Regions from separate parts of the Mus musculus genome. Here region 1 is linked to region 2. The links are chromatin contacts, called in public promoter capture Hi-C maps. All regions are on one chromosome and are shown on one strand. The core of a region is the stretch at or near the end of the contact, and the rest is flanking DNA. Distances in the headings are between cores, read along the strand shown. Region 1 overlaps Gm34699 (a long non-coding RNA gene). Region 2 holds the start of Edil3 (EGF-like repeats and discoidin I-like domains 3).

Region 1 (2,809 bases), core at 232-2,731, 700 kb before region 2:
TGCAGAATTTTCTGTTTTTAATTAAGAAGTCTCTATATGATATTGGGGATCTTGTGTGTTGGGGTAACACATCTGTGTTTTGGCAGTTTACAACTCTGTGTTTGAATTTTCTTCTTGTTTGGAGCTACAATAATATTGAGAGGTGAGAGTTAAGGACATTTCTGCTTCTTTCCAGCATGTTCACAGAAGTTTCTACATCTGACTAATATGCTGGAGGGCCTCAACATCTTCAATGGAAATTCAGTTCCCCAGATACATCTTAAATGTCTCAGCTTGTCCCCTCTTTTCTCCAGTGTGTACTTTCACTTCATGCAATTGAACTGCTACAAATTGTGGCTCACTACTTTTAAAAAATCTCTGTGGGTAGATATTTTCCTACTGAGGGAGTGCTGAGTCAAATTAAGCAATGACAAGCTTTGTGAATGGAGAGTTTCCAGAGAACTAGCAGACATGAAAAATAGTGACAGTTCTCTAGGGGTGTGGCTTTTGTGGAGGTTCAAATCCACTCTGCTTCTTCCAATCACAGCACACTGCTGGTTTCCCATTTACCATGGTTACAGTTCTGATAGTTTTCATGGCTAGAATGGAGCTCAGAAAGGGGCTGGAAACAGGGCAAGCCAGAGCAGTACAAAAGCTTTCTGTTTTACCCAAACTTAGGCACTTTCATTTAATAACATTCCTTGAATTCTTGAAAGCTACTAGTTACTTTCCAGATGTCTGGGAAAGATGTGTTTTTTTGGTGTTTTTGACAGTGTTTCCATTACTTTGAAGAAGAGACAGAATTTGAAAGCCCTTGGTCATTGACTCTAGAAACCCACCACCTCAATTCTCAACATTCTCTCTTCTCTAACTTGAGCAGACACATTTCTTAAAATATTTGACTTTGAAGTTCTTGGCTGTAAAGTGAAGATTGTCATATATGTTTCATGGAGTTCTTGTAGGCATTAAATGAAGTACTACTGAGCACTATGCATGGAATGGGGAAGCTGATAGGAGAGGGCATTTTCCTACCCTTCCTTGGTACTTGTATTGGAATATTTCTAATGTCTAGCATAGAAACCAGCAATTAGCATTCCTACTGGTTAAAGTTGGCCTCTCTGTTTAGTGTACAGTGCTTTCTACATTGTAACCACAACTTACTTTTCCCTACAGAATGGTGTTAAACTTAGCTTCAGACAATTGGTCCTTGTAGGAGTCATCTCCACCCTTGCTCCACCTCCCCCCTGCTCACCCTTGTCCTGCTTCCCCCTGCCCACTCCCACCCCTGCACTAGTCTGTGTCCTTGCCCACCCCTACTTATCCTTGAGTTTCAAATGAGGTAGGGTTTTGTTTCCATGTACTTATTCATTTCTATGTTTGATTTCTCTGTTCTCCCTCATTGGTTTTCTAAAAACTTTTTATTCGCTGTAGTAGTCCAAACCAGAGCAGAATCAATGAACCATGGCATTTCTTACGTTAGTGAAAGGCAGAAACATTTGGCCCCTGAAATAGCAGAGCTATTTTTGGGTCTTCCACCTCTTAATTAAATAACCATCGAAATCTTCTGTCTTCAGACTCTATACCTTTCAAGACTTCAAGGGGCACTTCCTCATTAAACTCTTTAGTCATGTGCACTTTGAAGCTCTGTCTACTTTTGCATCCAAATGTAGTAAATTTATTTAATTATTTTATCTTTTGGTCTATTTAATTTGGTTATGAACAGGGCTTTAGGAAGACTTGAATATTAGCATTTCAGTATAATAAGTTGAGTTACAAATAGCAGAATGAAACACAATTTAAAAGAATGTGAGTATAAAAGAAATAAAATGACTAATTATAAAAATAAACAATTTTCCAGAAAGAATTTTAACAAAAGAATTTTTCATAGTTTATTTCTATATAATCTTCTCACAGTGTTTAAAATACAGTTAAATATTTTTTAAATAATTCAATTCAGAAAAATTTTAGGCAATAGCTATTAAAAAGTTTTATAGATGCATAGGAAATCAGTATAAACACATTATCCACCAACATTGTTCTATATTTGATATACTGCTAAGTTTCTACTCTTTAAGGTTTAATATGTGTCTTTATCATACACAAACCCATATATTTATGTTAAAATATATATTTACACATACTAAGTGAGCAATGAAACTTATGCACATCTCTGAAGTGATATCTTGGCAGCGTTTGATCTATAATTGCATTGAATGTCCCATTATATTTCCATGTGCCCACCACAGGCCCTGTGCATTGTTCTCCAATTTTCTATGTGAGCCCTGTTCTCTCAGTTATTTCATTTTTGTCCACATAGGACATTTTTTTTTCATTATTTCTTCCCCTGATTCATTAAGAAAAAATGTACAGACAAGTCTAAAACTTTAAAGTTTAGATAATCATTGGCTAGCATATAAACCAAGAACCACACAGGAATTTCAATGAACACCAACTAAACCTACATACAGTAGTTCACCCGTTAAATTAAAACGCAATGGTTTTTTCCTCAGGGTTTTGAAGTTGCACTTAGATAACATCTGAAAAGGACAGGCTATCAGACAGTGCCCTATATTCCTAATTTCCTCGTCTCGGCAGCATTGTGAACATTGTCACAGGAGCACAGATTTCATGCTTTGTTACCTTTTTACATAAATGACCACCTACAGAACCTGAGAACACTGTGAAAATGTCCAGACAGTCCTCGCTTCTACACATGCCTGGCTTCACGGACAACACAATCCGGAGCTTTCCTGATATCGCTTATTAGGAAGCCCGAACACCTCTTTTCTGGAATCGTAAGTAAAAATGAATTTTCAAAGTATTTCATTTA
Region 2 (2,811 bases), core at 74-2,573:
CTTTTTGGCTCCTGGGCCAGGGACGCATGAAGGTTGGTTTGCACATCACAGCCATCTATTACCAAGAGTTAAGGTCTTACCCAGAGGGAGTACAAAATAATGCTCAAGCCCCCTGGGGTTGGAGGAGAAGAGAGTTGTTTGAGCTGTTGTAATTGAAGTCACGCGCCCAAGAGGAGGGTTGGGGAGAAAGCTAGCGACTTAGTAGACCTCTCTCTTTCTCATTGGCAGTATGAACTCTCAATATCGGGTCCAGGTTGACAGACCCCTTAGCCCCCACCCCCACCCCCACCCCTGTCCCTGCACCAGAGCACTGCATCCAGCTTACCGCCCGGTGGTTATCCAGGCTATTCTAGCACCTACTAGATGATGGCCCAGCACACTTAGCTCTGTCAGGTCTCTATCACAACCTCACAACCCTGTCCGCTGTCATCGGCCAAGAACATTGATATTTGCTAGTCAGGGGTCGCGCAGGGAATCACTAGCAAAAAAAAAGCCTAGGAAGACAACCCCTTCACACCCCCTCAATCTTCTTATTTTCTAGATCGCACCCTCTTCCCAGGCTCAGCCTGGGGCACTCCACACGGACTTTGCTAGCACTTTGGCAGGGTATCCAGGGAGCATCGCCTCTTTCGTAGCGCTCCTCACGCCGTGCACGCACTGAGGACCCACTGTGGCCCCTTGAGCGGCATTTCCAAAGGTGCTCCCCGCCCGTCCCTCATCCAGGGACCCCTGCCCAGCCACCTCACCTTTGCCGAACTGGGGCACCCCGAGGCTGAGTCCAACCAAAAGCCAGGCTGCTACCAAGTGCTTCATGATCCCTTCTCACGGACGTGACCTGGGCTGGTCCGGGGTCGTAGCGGAGGGCACAGTAGGCGAGGCGGCCCTGCAGGACAGCAGTAAACCCCGCCCTGTCAGAGATTCAAGAGGACGTCTTTCCTCCCGCAGCGCTTCCTCAAATTCTTGGGAAGGGCGATAAAAGAGTGGTGGCCCTAGAGAAAGGGTGATTCACCCCTCACTCCAGCTTCGCCTGAGCTGGGGTGCGCGGAGGTGGGTGCGCTTGAGAGAGGCTGGGGCTGCGAGTGGGTCCTAGCAGAGGCACAGCGGGCGGAGCGCGGGCTCCTTGGGTTCCTGGCTCCCCGATTTCCGTGCGCGCACCGCAGGCGAAGCGGCCAGCAGTGACTACGGCTCACGCTGCTGCCGCGGCGGCTGCGGGGGCTTCTGACTTGGAGAACAATGAAGCGAGAGCTGGAGGGGAGCGAGCCTGAGGCCAGGAGCGCACTGTGTACAAACAGTGGCGGCGCGCGTGTGAGACTGAGCCTAGCTGGCTTTGGGCGCCCCCGGCGGCCCGCCCCCCTACCCTCCCTCTTCTTATTGCCTTCTCCAATCTCTCTCTCTCTCTCTCTCTCTCTCTCTCTCTCTCTCTCTCTCTCTCTCTCTCTCTCTCTCTCTCTCTCTCCCTCCTTCCCTCTCTCTTCCTCTCCCCCCCATTCTCTCTCTCTCCCCCAGCTTTGGAAGGTGGCTCCTTCTGCTGGAAGAGAAAGGGAGGCAGCCGCAGCCACACCCTGACTGATACCTGCCACTATCTGCTAAGTTCCACATCTTCTCCACCTAAGATGCAAACTCTAAGGTTAAGGGAATACGATAGATGTCCGAAAGTGTTGGTTCCAGGTTTGGTTTTATGGTTAAGTGTACAAAAGAGTCCACTGAACTTCAGGACTGCCAGGAAAGGAAGTTAAGAGATTTCACAAAGTGGCTCTAGGAGCCTCAAGCTTGGTGAGACCCAAGACTGCTAAAAGAAGTCTCAGTTTCTCAGGAGTCACGATTTAGTCAGGAGCCAGACAGGCAAGACAGGCTGCTGCTCTGTTGTTCTGCCTGCAAATCAGTTTGCTCAGGGCTGAAGAGAAAGGTTGTGGGCTCATCTGCTCTCAGTGGAGAAAGGGCATAAGCAAGTGGGAGGCATGTAAGCAGGACATCTGTTTCACATGAAGGAAGTCATAGAAAAACAGAGGAAAGAGCAGATTCTTGACACATCACTCAGGTGGATCAAATTTCGCTGTTCTTCACCAAAACTAAAATAAATGGGCTTATTTTGCACTGAAAGTGATTGAACTGAAAATAAAGCCTCTGGCTTACAATTGTACTTTCTCCCCTGTTTTTCAGTTAGAATGATTGCTTACTGTAGATTCAATTCCTGTGGTACCAAGTACCAAAATGAAACAGGGTTCTCTGCCCTCCCCGAGTCACCATTAGGAAGGGAGATAGGAGGATATAAACACATGCGTAGAGAAACTGAAGAAATGAAGAAAATTGTCACTCTCAGGATTAGATGCTGAAAGGAGACAACCATGAAACTTCTTTATTTCTTCCTCAAGTCCTTGGAACCTCATCTTGTACCATCTCTCTGTCTGGAGTGATATCAAGGGTGGGAGGACATGCAAACCAATTGAGAAATAAAACCAAATGAGGGCAAGAGAGAGAAGTAATGTGTAATATGGGCAAAACACCAACCACAATAAAACATGTTTCCCATGCTGAGTGAGAGGGTGACAATACATGTTTAAAAAACTAACCAGAGCTCCCAGGGATTAAACCATCAACCAAAGAATACACATGGAGGGACCCATGACTCCAGCCATATATGTGGCAGAGAAGGGCCTTGTTAGGTATCAATGCGAGGAGAAGCCCTTGGTCCTGTGAAAGCTCAATGCCCCCAGTGTAGGGGAATGCTAGAATGGTGAGGCAGGAGTTGGTGGGTGGTTGGGTGGGGGAGCCAGAAGGGCTGGGGGACCGAATATGGGGTTTTCAGGAAGG

What was found. Promoter capture Hi-C pulls out the DNA fragments that hold promoters and counts their contacts.
Region 1: a promoter capture Hi-C map of pre-B cells shows a contact between it and region 2, with 2.2 times the contacts expected there. The contact joins the enhancer-like site here to the promoter of Edil3 in region 2. A contact is called at or near these places in 13 of 39 promoter capture datasets (the 3T3-L1 cell line, the C10 cell line, cranial neural crest and 9 more), 12 of 484 Hi-C or Micro-C datasets (cerebellum, cerebral cortex, cortical neurons and 7 more), 6 of 115 datasets of contacts at active chromatin or transcription factors (embryonic forebrain, embryonic hindbrain, embryonic stem cells and 3 more) and 1 of 9 other capture datasets (embryonic stem cells).

Annotation. Positions count from the first base shown.
Region 1 is chr13:89,519,328-89,522,136 of GRCm38.p6, reverse strand. It overlaps Gm34699 (a long non-coding RNA gene), which reads left to right. Exons shown (of 8, transcript XR_382713.2): 4 at 2,646-2,774. Among named protein-coding and RNA genes, the nearest start is that of Gm34699, 19 kb to the left of the region's middle. Within about 2 kb of position 1,481, at least 31 of the 459 cell types and tissues checked have an H3K27ac peak or open chromatin away from gene starts, as enhancers often do. A contact at or near this core is called in pre-B cells and second pharyngeal arch cranial neural crest, where this site is marked.
Region 2 is chr13:88,819,984-88,822,794 of GRCm38.p6, reverse strand. It overlaps Edil3 (EGF-like repeats and discoidin I-like domains 3), which reads right to left and starts at 1,323. Exons shown (of 11, transcript NM_001037987.3): 1 at 747-1,323. The coding sequence starts at 813.